Regions from separate parts of the Bos taurus genome. Here region 1 is linked to region 2. Evidence: chromatin contacts called from public Hi-C data. All regions are on one chromosome and are shown on one strand. The core of a region is the stretch at or near the end of the contact, and the rest is flanking DNA. Distances in the headings are between cores, read along the strand shown. Region 1 overlaps MED12L (mediator complex subunit 12L). Region 2 overlaps MED12L (mediator complex subunit 12L).

Evidence for each region. A called contact is a pair of places that touch in the nucleus more often than the background predicts.
Region 1: a Hi-C map of blastocyst shows a contact between it and region 2, with 3 times the contacts expected there. The contact joins two enhancer-like sites. A contact is called at or near these places in 7 of 11 Hi-C or Micro-C datasets (blastocyst, blood, liver and 3 more).

What each region holds. Positions count from the first base shown.
Region 1 is chr1:116,914,256-116,921,269 of ARS-UCD2.0, forward strand. The region is part of intron 10 of MED12L (mediator complex subunit 12L); the gene reads right to left. Among named protein-coding and RNA genes, the nearest start is that of GPR171, 26 kb to the left of the region's middle. Within about 2 kb of position 4,451, at least 15 of the 102 cell types and tissues checked have an H3K27ac peak or open chromatin away from gene starts, as enhancers often do. A contact at or near this core is called in blastocyst, where this site is marked.
Region 2 is chr1:116,807,612-116,814,251 of ARS-UCD2.0, forward strand. The region is part of intron 14 of MED12L (mediator complex subunit 12L); the gene reads right to left. Among named protein-coding and RNA genes, the nearest start is that of GPR87, 29 kb to the left of the region's middle. Within about 2 kb of position 2,675, at least 4 of the 102 cell types and tissues checked have an H3K27ac peak or open chromatin away from gene starts, as enhancers often do. A contact at or near this core is called in blastocyst, where this site is marked.

The DNA.
Region 1 (7,014 bases), core at 3,201-5,700, 110 kb after region 2:
AACACTGGCCAGATTCCAAAAAGTCCACGCCTTTCTGAGTATCAAACAGCCTGCCAAATGGTGCCACTCTTTCCTTAGGATGTTGGAGTGGAGGAATAAGAGGCAGGCTCAGTAGGTGCCAATTTTAAAAGAAACAGTAAGATATTAAAAAAGTTTAATGACTAACTTAGAAGAAGATCATATTGGAAAATCAGGTGATATTATTATACCAACCTGCAGAGAAAGCAAACTATCTCTGCAATATGAATAATTACATATATATTTATATATGAGTCATAAAGCATTTTGTTCTTTACTATTGAAAAATTGTTATAACATGAATTTTTAAAGTTTAGCATTACTTTCCAAGGTAACTTCCCATTCAAACATCCTCCTACCCCCATATTTACAGAAAATTTTGATTTACATTTTAAGTGGTTTCAGCAAGAGGTCTTTTCTAGATTCTGCTGCTTATCAAAAATAAGGAGGAGCTCCTGCTTATTTTACTCTGAACACCAGCCCCAAAGTACACCCCATCAGACATGTTCAACAGGCATACAGATAGATACCCATATACAGATACCCTTCACCCCCAGCCCCAGCAATGCTCTGCTCTAAAGAATTTTTAGAAAATTATTAGAGGACCACTTCAATTTGCCTGCCAGATGCTATATTACAAGTTAATTTGAGTAACTGTCAATAGGACATCATACCTTCAAATATGGGAAGTTGAAATGCATTCTTATCCTGTAAATAAATATCTAAAAATATGAAGCACCTCTTCTTTAAAACAATAAATAAAATAAAATCTAATAAATATTATTTTAAAACAAAATAACTTCAAGGCAAAAATTTGAGGTAATTTAGCAGCTCAAGATAAGAACTAAACCTGTGTTCAATGATATGATACGTTAAGTGGGACAGTCAAACTTGTATATAAATTATTTGGATGCATTAAAAAAAGAAAATAAAAATCATCTCAGAAAGCCAAAAACATTTAACAGAAGCAGAGAGAGGAGATGGAAGGAAATCATTAGTTGTTTGTTTCAGAAAGTGGTTTTCAAGAAAAGGCTTGAGGAATGAGTTAAATTTCAAATCCGAGATGAACAGGGGTAGTTCAGGGGTTAGGACTCTGTGCTTTCATTGCTGGGACCCAGTTTCAGGTTCAATCCCTGGTTGGGGAACTAGAATTCCATAAGTCGAGTGGCAAGCCAAAAAAAAAAAAAGAGAGAGAGAAGGAAAAAAATGGAATTTAAAAAACTGAGAAGAACAAAAGGAGAAATAAGTATGTGGTAGGCAGAATAATCCCCCATCCTAAAGAGGTGCATGTCCTAAGCTCAGGATGTGTGAGTATGTTACTGTAAATGAAAAAAGGGGATTCTGTAATAGATGTGATTGAGATAAGATCCTAGGAAGAGGGGATTCCCCTAGATGTGAGCAGGCCCAAGTTCATCACAAAGAAGCTTCTAAAGGAAAAGGGAAAAGCAGGAGAGTCAGAGTTAGACATGCAACAACGGAAACAGGACTCAGAGGCAGGGAGAGATGTGAAGGGGCCACTTTGTTGATTCTGCAGATGCAGCAAGGTGACACAAGCTAAGGAATGTTGGTGATCTCTAGAGACTGGAAAACAGAAGGAATAAATTTCTTCCCAAGAGCCCATATAAGGAACACAGCACAGCAAACCCCTTGATTAGAGCCCAGTAAGATAATAATCGAGCTTCCCTTGTGGCTCAGCTGGTAAAGAATCCACCTACAATGCAAGAGATATGGGCTGGGAAGATCCCTGGAGAAGGGAAAAGCTACACACTCCAGTATTCTGGCCTGGAGAATTCCATGGACTGTACAGTCCATAGTGTCACAAAGAGTCAGACACATCTGAGCTACTAACACTTTCTTTCAAGATCATAACCTCCAGAACCATAAAAGGGTAAGTTTGTGCTGTTTTAAGCCACTAAACTTTTGATAACTTGTTACAGCAGAAGCAAGTAGTGTTGAACATTGGGGTGCGTGTTTTTTCCAATTATGTTTTTCTCTGGATGATTTTATTTGCAAAGCAGAAATAGAGACACAAACCTAGAGAACAAATACATGGACACCAAGGGGATTGGATCAATTGAGAAGCTACCATTGACTTGCACATATAGTACTGATATTATGTATAAAATAGATTAACTAATGAGAATCTACTCAAAGCACAGAGAAATCTATGCAAAGTAATGTTCTCTGGTGACTGAAATGGGACAGACACCCAAAAAGTGGGGTATAGCTATTCACTTTGCTGTACAGTAGAAGCACTCCATTGTAAAGGAACTATAAGTCAATTTTTTTTAAAAAAAAAAAGTAATGTGGAGCTTCAAAGAATTACAGGGGCAGAGGACTTCTGATTAAATGGCAATTATAGGAAGGCTACAATAAACAAGATTAAAAACCTAAGAAAAAGAGTTTAATGATAACTCACCAAAGAGTACCACAAAATAGGTAGTAGCCTCATTAATTCATTTACTTACTAATTCATCAATAAATATGTATTGCCACCAGGCCTTCTAGGCATCAGATATTAACAGTCTCATGTATTACTCTGTACGAATAAAAACTGGTTATTTTCTTTTCGGACTTAATTTCTACTATGAAACAAGAGTCTTTAAAATGTTCGCAATCTCAAGAATACAGCCCAAGGAAATTATCTTAAAGTAAAAACAATTGAGTCTTCCAGACAACCATGAAGCATAATACCAAGACACTTCCCCCTCCCAGCTCCCCAGATTGACAAACTTTCCCTCCAGAGTTTGAAAGGGGCACCTAATGGACCAAATCAGAGAAAACCGGGTGACCTGAGAGGAAGAGAAAGATCCACACAGCTGGTTCAGAAGCCAGAGAACTGCTTTCAGCAGTGGAACTAGCGGAGCCTGTGTGATGTTTGCTTTGTTTTTATTTTTCTGCAGCAAAGAGTAATATTTCAACATCTAAGTAAAGATGCATAAATAGGAAAGGCAGATAAGACAGGCTTGCAACGGAACACAGGAAATAGGAAGTCAGAGGTGCACGACTACTGCTGCTGCCTCGCAAGAAGGGAAGTTCTCAGACCTCAGACGAGGTGCAAGCTCGGCCCACCCACCATCCTCTCCTTCTTCTGGGAACAGCACTCCTGCTTCTTCTGGGGGTACTGCCCCTTCACCTGCCTCAAGTAGTTCATGAAACCAGGTATTAATTATAGTGCCTCACCCACTCATCTTCAGCGTGACGGTCTGGATTTGGGTCTTTGATGGGCAGTGAAGACTTGGGGCAATTCTTTGAACACAAGGAAAAAAAAATCACTCTACCAGGGACTGACAATATGCGCTGCTCTCCGCTCAATCTTGTGAAAGATATCTGCATGATAAAAGGCCTCAGCACAGTTCAGTTCAGTCGCTCAGTCATGTCCAACTCCTTGCGACCCCATGGACTACAGCACACCAGGCCTCCCTGTCCATCACCAACTCGAGAGTTTACTCAAACTCATGCCCATTAATTCGGTGATGCCATCCAACCATCTCATCCTCTGTCATCCCCTTCTCCTCCCACCTTCAATCTTTCCCAGCATCAGGGTCTTTCAAATGAGTCAGTTCTTCACTTCAGGTGGCCAAAGTATTGGAGTTACAGCTTCAGCATCAGTCCTTCCAATGAATATTCAGGACTGATCTCCTTTAGAATGGACTGGTTGGATCTCCTTGCTGTCCAAGGGATTCTCAAGACTCTCCTCCAACACCACAGTTCAAAAGCATCAATTCTTCGGCACTCAGCTTTCTTTATCACCCAACTCTCACATCCATACATGACCACTAGAAAAACCATACCTTTGAACTAGACGGACCTTTGTTGGCAAAGTAGTGTTTCTGCTTTTTAATATGCAGTTTAGGTTGGTCATAACTTTTCTTCCAAGGAGCAAGCGTCTTTTAATTTCATGGCTGCAATCACCATCTGCAGTGATTTTGGAGCCCAAGAAAATAAAGTCTGTCACTGTTTCCATTGTTTCCCCATCTAATTGCCATGAAGTGATGGGACCAGATGCCATGATCTTAGTTTTCCGAATGTTGAGCTTTAAGCCAACTTTTTCACTCTCCTCTTTCACTGTCATCAAGAAGCTCTTTAGTTCTTCTTCACTTTCTACCATAAGTGTGGTGTCATCTGCATATCTGAGGTTATCTGGACTCGTTTCAATTGAGTCCAACTCATTTCAACCCCATGGACTATAGCCAGCCAGGCTCCTCTATTCATGGAATTCTCCAGGCAAGAATACTAGAGTGGGTTGCCATGCCCTCCTCCAGGGGATCTTCCCAACCCAGGGATCGAACCTGCATCTCTTCTGTCTCCTCCATTGGCAAACAGATTCTATACCTCTGAGTCACCAGAGAAGGCCAATCAACTACTGGGTTGGCCAAAAAGATGATTCAGGTTTTTCCATCACACCGGTGGTAGAACAACACTGTATTAAAACAACGTGCAAGGTCATCTCGACCCTACCCCAGGTGCACCATGGCTCCAAGCTTCTCTGGGCTTTCCCGCCCACCCTCGGTGCTTCCAGCATCACAGTAGTCTGTTGCCCTGTGCAAAAATATTTATTTCCATGTGATACGTATCTTTCACAACACAGCTTCATGGCTGCTGGCTTTAAATACCCATTAGGCAAGAAAAACACACCTCTGCACCATTCAAGAAAAGTACTTCATCATCCCAAACACTATAAGCCAGAGTTGGAGTCTTCAAGTAACAGAGAACTTTTCATATTGGTACTTTGACAGATAGTATGAAGATGACAAAATCCACAGCACGTACCTCCTAGCCTGTAACTACACACAGGCAAATGGGATACACAAGACCAGGAGAGAGACATGGAGAAACTGAGCCATGACTCATAAAGTTACAGTCAGAGAAAAAGCACCAAACTAAGGGGTCAAGAGGGCTTTCCTGGTGGCTCAGTGGTAAAGAATGCACCTGCTATCTTTCCAACCCAGGGATTGAACCCAGGTCTCCTGCACTGCAGGCACATTCTTTACCATCTGAGCTGCCAGGGAAGCCTGCCTTGCTTTTACTGTTTGATTAACAATATCTATTGAATCTACTGTGTGCCAGGGGCTGCAGTAGATACTGAAAATGGAAAAGACAGATCCCTGCCTTGTACAATCATCTCATCTAGCATGTGTTAGAGAAGGAATGCAACAGCGCAGAACCAGTGGCTATGGTTTTTCCAGTGGTCATGTATGGATGTTGAGAGAGTCATTTCCTAGGCAGGTTGATAGGGAGTCTAGGGGTCCCCAAGGAGAGAGGGGTCTGGAATTCTCAAGGAGGAAGAAAGGACAAACTTTTTTTCTTTCTCCACATTCCTTAGGATTATATAACAATAATGTATCCTGCCTAAGGACAGTCTTTGGATTCAACCTTCTGTTATCTTAAAATGTTAATTATGGGAGTAGACCTGGTCTTTACAAGGACGTATCTTGCCTGAGGACAGTGTTATCTTAAAATGTAAACTGTGGGAGTAGGTCTGATGAGGTCTTTACAACCTCCAGACATTCTTTGGATTATATAACCTCACTGTTAACACTAGCAAGCGGGTACTCTTTCTGCCCCCTTCTGATGCCTATGTCAGAAGCTTTCTCTATCTCCTTTTTACTTTAATAAAACTTTATTACACAAAAGCTCTGAGTGATCAAGCCTCGTCTCTGGCCCCGGATTGAATTCTTCTCCTCCAGGGGCCAAGAATCCCGGTGTCTTCACGTGATTTAACAATAACCTTTCAATGTGAGAGGTGGACTATAAAGAAAGCTGAGTGCCAAAGAACTGTGGTGTTGGAGAAGACTCTTGAGAGTCCCTTGGACTGCAAGGAGATCCAACCAGTCCATCCTAAAGGAGACCAGTCCTGGGTGTTCGTTGGAAGGAATGATGCTAAAGAGAAACTCCAATACTTTGGCCACCTCACGCGAAGAGCTGACTCATTGGAAAAGACCCTGATGCTGGGAGGGATTGGGGGCAGGAGGAGAGGGGGACGACAGAGGATGAGATGGCTGGATGGCATCACCAACTCGATGGACATGAGTTTGAGTGAACTCTGAGAGTTGGTGATGGACAGGGAGGCCTGGCGTGCTGTGATTCATGGAGCTGCAAAGAGTCGGACACGACTGAGCAACTGAACTGAACTGAACCTACTGTAGTTGTTAAGTGCTCATATACAAGTACATAAACGTAAAGCAAAGTATCCAAGGGATATGCACCAACACGCACAGTTGTTTCAGCTGCTGTATGTAATGAGTATTTGTTATACAGTCTGCTCTGCTCTGATACTTTCACAACAACCCTATGATTGTTGAGTAAACCGCGGCCAAAGGCTAAGTAACTTATTAAATGTCTTAAAGATGCTATTAATAGGTCACAGACCTAAGAGTCAAATCTAAGCTATCTGTCTCCACAGTGGGGACACATGCCAAAATGCCCCCGTCTGGGCAAAAGAGTGGGAGACGAAACCGAGCTGTGGGCTGAAAGGGACTTCTTGATATCAAGAATGTCTTCATGTATTATCTGTATAGAAATCACAAGAAGAAATAACTTCCATAAAGAAAACAAATGAGAGAGCACTGACCCAAAATTCCAAAATCAGTAAGATCCTTACCCAACTGAATGCAGAGTTCCAGAGAAGAGCAAGGAGAAATAAGAAAACCTTCTTACATGAACAATGCAAAGAAATAGAGGAAACGATAAAATGGGAAAGACTAGAGATCGCTTCAAGAAGATTGGAGATACCAAGGGAATATTTCATGTAAGGACGGGCACAATAAAGAACAGAAACAGATAAGGACGTAACAGAAGCAGAAGAGATTAAAAAGAGATGGCAAGTATAAAAGAAGAAGTATACAAGAAAGGTCTTAATGACCCAGATAACCACGATGGTGTGGTCACTCACCTAGAGCCAGACATCCTGGAGTGTGAAGTCAAGAGGACCTTAGGAAGCATTACTACAAACAAAGCTAGTGGAGGTGATAGAATTCTAGCTGAGGTATTCCA
Region 2 (6,640 bases), core at 1,425-3,924:
AAAGAAAAATTTTTTGAGTAATTCAACTAACTGAGACTAGGCATTCAGCTCATGGCTCAATATTAGTGCTTATTTCAAAGTGAGGTTTTTGTTAGGTCTACAAAACATAAATATTGCTCACATCAGTTCTTTTTATAAACTGTCACTTCTGCCAATCTTCCAGTAGGGGGAGATATTGTAACAGACATTTGTGTCTCCAATTACAATTTTCACATAAAGGGGAGAACATAACTGCCAATGAATTCCTGTGCCCGTTGCTCATTTCAAGAGTCTTTACAAAAAAAATAAAGAAGAAAGAAACCATTGTTTTACAAAATAATGGGTAATTATGTCTTAAAGATATAAATCCTGCTACCCTCTTCCACTACCCTAAATCAATGCACTGACTTTGGCAGGATTTAATGCTTTCACAGAGGAAACACAAAAAGGCATGCCTGCATTCCATGTTTTTCTACCAGATTAGTTTTTAAAGCACATCTTCAATTTCAATTATTTTTACCAAAAAGCTCAAAAATGTCACGGTATCATGAATTATGAACACCTCAGCATGATGATCAAAATGCTCACACTCTATCCCACCCGCCTCTGCTGACTTTCCTTCCCCAGTTGGTGACTTTGGTCATACCATTCTCTTTATCCTGAAGGACTTTCTAGACTGAGTCTAGACATCAAAGAGACATCTAGCAAGAACCACTTGAGATACCACCTTCTTCACAGATCCTTTAAGATGGCAACTTTCAAACTCACTTCCCCTTTTTTGGCCACACCATGAGGCTTGCAGGATCTTAGTTCCCAGACCAGGAATTGAACCTGACCCCAACAATGAAAATCCCAAATCCTAACCACTGGACCGCCAGGGAACTCCTAACTCATTTCCTTTTAATTTCTCTATAGTTTCCTATAGTGTTTCTAAGGGGTCTTGTACTAAAATTCTCTGTATTCTTATCCCAGTGTATTTCTCAATGTCGAGTAGAATCCTGTTGCAACCATGATTCCCCCCAATACAAACACACACAGCATAATACATCACTTGCCGGAAAAGCCTTTTTAACTTTTTAAAAAATGATATAACCCAGTAAATAGCTCCTGCAGTTAAAATAGGTTTATCGAAAATCTTCATATAATGACTACATAAATTATGGGACACTACAAAGTCATAGGGAGAAATAAAAAACTTAATTATACAGGGCTAATGTGAGTAAGTACCAAGACAGTAAGTGAGAAAGAGCAAAATGTTCTGGTGTGGCAAACTGTCCAACAAAGCCAAAGGGGAAAAATGTGGGGATAAGGTCATAACAGTAAAGTTGTTTTTGTACTTACTGCAAAAAACGATTTGGGGGCAAGGAACAAACTAAGACATTTATAGAAATAAGTAAACCAACTTTTATGGCAGTTGTTGACAGGCTGGATGGAAACTGACTGGAAACAATAACAGACACTGGAGGATTCCATGTATTAGACTCACTCTATTGGAAGGACAAATACACAAGGGATGTTTTATATAACCAGTCTTAGTACTGACGAGGCAGAGTCCAACCTGGAAATGATGCTAGGGAAAGCAAATGTGTGAGTGCATGTGAGCATGGGGCGTGGGCTAGGGGTGGCAATCATACTGGGGGTATGTGGAGGGTTTTGAGATTAATGCGGATGAAGTCCCATGGTATTTTAATCTTAAGAGTTCCACAGAGTGAAATGGGAAGAAGTTGAGGGAACATAGAACTACTCAGCATAAAACAAAGCATCAAAAAAAAAAAAAATCAGAGACAAACCAGAACAGAACATCGATTATGTTATCTTTTTATCTTCTTTTTTTGTAGAATCCTGGAAGAAGGAAATATGTCCTCTATCCATTATACTATTACTATTTCCATCATCATTATTTTATTTATTTTATATTGAAACTGGTGTCCAGTGTTGAATAAAGCCAAGTTATTTGTGTTGTTAATCATCATAGCAAAATACTATTTAAATACACAAAATATGATCAATAGTTTGTCAGGATAAAATATTTTTGCAAACAATAATATGATGCATTATTTCCAATTCTAATCGGGAAAAATGTTTACAAGCTAATCATCACATTTAAGCATATCCACAAAATGACCAGCAAAAATCTCAAGGAAATACAAAATGGTAATGCAGGGTGGACTTTACATCCTGCATTGCAATACCTGAGTCACAAATATGACCAGGTTTCCACAAGCTCGACACTCTGGGACACCTGAGGCCAGCTTTCAAAATCTGACTGACACACAACGTGAGGTGCATAAATAAAGGAAGAGTCCACTCCTAAAACTTTTCTGCTACAAAGGAGTAACGACAGACAGCGTAAGAATAGATTTATGTCATTCACTGACACCCAATGCAGGAAAGGAGTAATAAGAGAAGACAGGCTGAAATAGAAACTTAAGGGCCCAGAAGTCAGACATCACTGGTTTTGCTACATGAGCCCCTGATGATATTCTGGCTTTTCCTCTTTGGGTTTTACCTGATCTCTGTATGCTGTAGCTCTATTCTCTCTCTCTAGGTCTCTCTACGATTCTCTCCTCTCACTAATACCACCCTCCTAGTCCTCCGATCATCACAATTGCTGCTCTCAGGGCACAAGTCTACATGGTGTCCAAACCTACAACAGTAACTGATAAGGACCAGGTGCCTGGAGGCAGCTAAACAAAGCAGGAAGCAAAACATCTGGCCGGAGGATAAAAGTTTCTCCAAATGTTGTGAGATCAGAGGCTCCAAAACAGCAAGGCCAGGATGCTCACCCCCAGGCCATATTTCTGACTTACCCAGAAGTTTTTGAAAGTAACAGTCCTGAGCCAAAAACATGGATTGTGACTGGTTTACTGAAGTAGGGTCTTAGAATCCACATATAAAGCTCCCCGGGTGGTACAGATGGCTAGTCAAGTATACGAACAATGACCTAACAGAGTCAGAACTGCTTCAGAGTTCCCAAGTGAGTGGAGGCCAAGAAGGGCAACCCAGAAACACAGGGAAAAACAGGTGGCAGCTTCAGGTTTTTCTTAAAAGTTTCTCAAACATTTACTGAGAAACCACAAGGGACTTCCCTGGTGATCCAGTGGCTAAGACTCTGAGTTCTCAATGCAGGAGGCCCCGAGTTCAATCCCTGGTCAGGGAACTAGATCCCACATGCTGTAAATAAGAGTTCATATGCTGCAACTAAGACCCAGTACAGGCAAGCAAATAAGTATTTTAAAATAAATAAATAAAAATAAAAAAACATAAGAAGAGACCTTGCCCCACTGGCAATAAGCCCCTACAGCCAAAAGTTCTACTAGCACAGATACTCTGTCTTGAGATATGCAATCTTGAGAAGATAAGATAACCAGATAACTCACCAAGTTTTTCCTGGATACTTAAGTTTTCATCTTCCCTAATTCCAAGGCAAGTACAGCCTTTAACCACTAACTTGACCATTCATCATCACCTGCACCACTTAAATGCCTGCCATCTCTCTCTGTGAAAGTGTTAGTTGTTCAATCATGTCCAATTCTTTGTAACCCCATGGACTGTAGCCTGCCAGGCTCCTCTGTCCATGGGATTCTCCAAGCAAGAATACTGGAGTGGGTACACTTCTCCAGGATACCTTTCCAACCTAGGGATAGAACCCAGCTCCTGCATTGCAAGCAGATTCTTTACCATCTGAGCCATCTCTACCTTGGAATAAAATGTTACACGGGCATACAACCAGATTTCGTGATAAGAAAATACACTCTTCCTGTGTGCCCAACAAGGACTGTCTGATGCTTGATGAATTAATGAATCAGTGTTCACTGTTCATGTGGATGTAGAAAACAGCTGTTGAGCTGGAGAAGGATCCTAAACTCTTGAGTTTAAACTTTGGCTGCAAAGTCCTGTCCAGCTACCTCCTCACTTGAACAACTTGGTTAAATCCTCCCAAGCTCTCTTCTCTCGTCTGTAAAAAGAGAAATAGCTGGCCCTCAACTGGCTCCCATGTAAACTGGGCGCAAAAGCTTCTGATACAAAGAGAGCCCTCCTCCGTCAAATGTCTGGGATGTCGTGTACCTGCGCTTTGATCCAGTCCTTGCTGGTGAGCACTGTTCTGAATCCCCTGGTTTCCTGCCTGGACAACTCACTACACAGCAGAGGTCACAAACCAGCCTTCCACAAGCCAGGCACAGTCAGGGTCTGTTTCAGCCCACAAGACATCAGGCCTACAGAAGCATCTGACTTAGATGACAACATGTAGACATAATAGTGCAGTTAAGAGGAGCACCGGCTCCAGGAGAGGCTCTGTGGAATCTCTGTGCCTTGGTTTTGCGTCTAAGAAAGAGGTGGAACCAACCCAGCTCATAGAGCTGTTGTGAGAGCTCCTTGAGTTAAAACACATAAACACAACAGGTGTTTAAAATGACACATACAATCACCATTCGAGGCTCTGACAACACTGACCTATCCACAGAGGAGGCAATGAGGGATGCTGACAAGGTCTAGTTGAGAAGCAGCTGCCCACTTGGGTGGGCCATGATCGCTACACTTCACAATTGCTGGATCCCCAAGGGTCTCACACTTGTCTGGACTACCTGCTATCAGGGGACCACCCATAGGGCTATCCCTTTGGCCTTGGGCTTTGCAACTCCTGGTATTAAGAAGAAAATGGGCAGATCAAGTAAATTTTAATGTAATGATCATTTCCATCATAGTCATGCTCCATACAAATGTGGAGCGCCCCGTGGACAAGGCAAGAAGCATAAGAGCACAAGGGGACAATTAGTGGGTGTTTCTGAGGTTGTCAGAACAAACAGAACCTCGTGCAATAAACCAAGGAAGCCTTGAGAGCCACAGTTAAGAGACTGTTAATGCCTAATCGTCCATTTAATCAGCAGAATGTTTACATCTGAAGGACTCTGCCATAGCCCTGGTAATCATCCTTATATCCATTTGTACTTCCTTGTATTTGCCTACCAGATCTGCCTACAGCTGAAGCCAGCAAGCCTCTGCAGGCACACGGGTGCTCTTAGCCCCAGTCAAAGCAGCAGTGAGGACTCTATATAGGCCCTGGGGAAGGACGGGGAATGGGTGCCCCCAAGCACAGTCAAGTGAGAAGCTTTCCTAAACCAGCTCTGGGTCCCTCGGGGCCTCTGCGGAGATTATTAAGATTCAATAGTGACTACTGCCGCCTGCAGCACAAGAGACCCAGGCTCGATTCCTGGGTCAGGAAGATCCCATTGAGAAGGGAATGGCTACCCACTCCAGTATTGCCTGGAGAATCCCCATGGACAGAGGAGCCTGGCAGGCTACAGTCCATGGGGTTGCAAAGAGCTGGACAGAACTGAGCGACTAAGCACACCATAGTTAATACTGAGTCTGTATATAAGACTCAAAATAAGTAATGCCCTTCATGAGGAAAGGGACTTGGGTCTGATTTAGTCACTATGTCATCCCCAGGGCGTGGAATACTGCCTACTACATAGTAAGTACATATAAAGTATCTAAAGCAGCATGGGGCATATCATAAGCTTATAAATAAGTACTACTGACTACTATAACTGCAAACGCTTCTTACGTTTTTAGGTCCAACTGAATTTGACACATTAAACTATGAGTCCACAGTCTGGGCACCTGAGTGAACACACCTGCAATGCAGCAGCCTAATAAACAGTCTTCCATCTGCTCAATATTCTGTAATAACCTCAATGGGAAAAGCATTTGAAAAAGAACAGATACATGGATAGGTATAAGTGAATCACTTTGCTGTACACTTGAAACTAACACAGCATTAATTAACTACACTCCAACATAAAATAAAAATTAAAAAGAGCCTTCCAGGGCAGAGTTTCTTTCTTATCTGTTTCCGAGTCACACACTTTGATGAGGGATTTACAGCCAAGTTCGGAGTACTTCTACCTGTTAACTGCACACTGTTTTTCAGTGGGAAGGACACTGGAGCCCTCCTTGGGACATTACAAGTGATGTTATAAGGCCTGAAAGGAACCAAAAATACAAAGAGGGCCCTGCCTCTCGCTTTCAAAACAGTAATATTAGCATCACACTTTGAGCAAAAGATTAACACATGATGAGATTACTGAAGTCCTACGTGTGATCTATTTGTCAGTAATGCTCAAATGTGGAAAAATTAACGTGGGGAAAACACAACTGACAATAGCAGCACCTCTTATCTAACAGATGGGTTCATGGATGCCAAAATGCTTCTTTACTCAAATGCTAGTTTCACATTTCCGGGGAGCCCCAATCACCACCTGTTTCTGAACAGCTGTTTACACTGTGTGGCTGCTGCTGAAGGAAAGGGGAGCAAAACTTGCCAACCCCAAATGTGTCTCTTTGATCTGTCAATTATTTTGAGCTGAAAATAAGCCAGGCCCCAAAGACTCAGGAACCTCTGACCTTCCCCCAACTGTCTAAAAGAATTTAGATAGAGGATCTCTTCCCTGAAGGGCGCTACCACTACAGATCCGCGTAGCGTAAAAGGAACTAGTTGCGCAGACACAGAGGGACGCAGCGCAATGTTTGTTAAAACGCCTCTCTGTCCCATTGTCTCTGCACAGCAGAGCAAACATTTGTTCAGCAAACACTTGCTCTTTTTCATCTTCCTGTGAATTCCCAAACCACTACCCCTAACATCTTTTGTCTTTAGCTG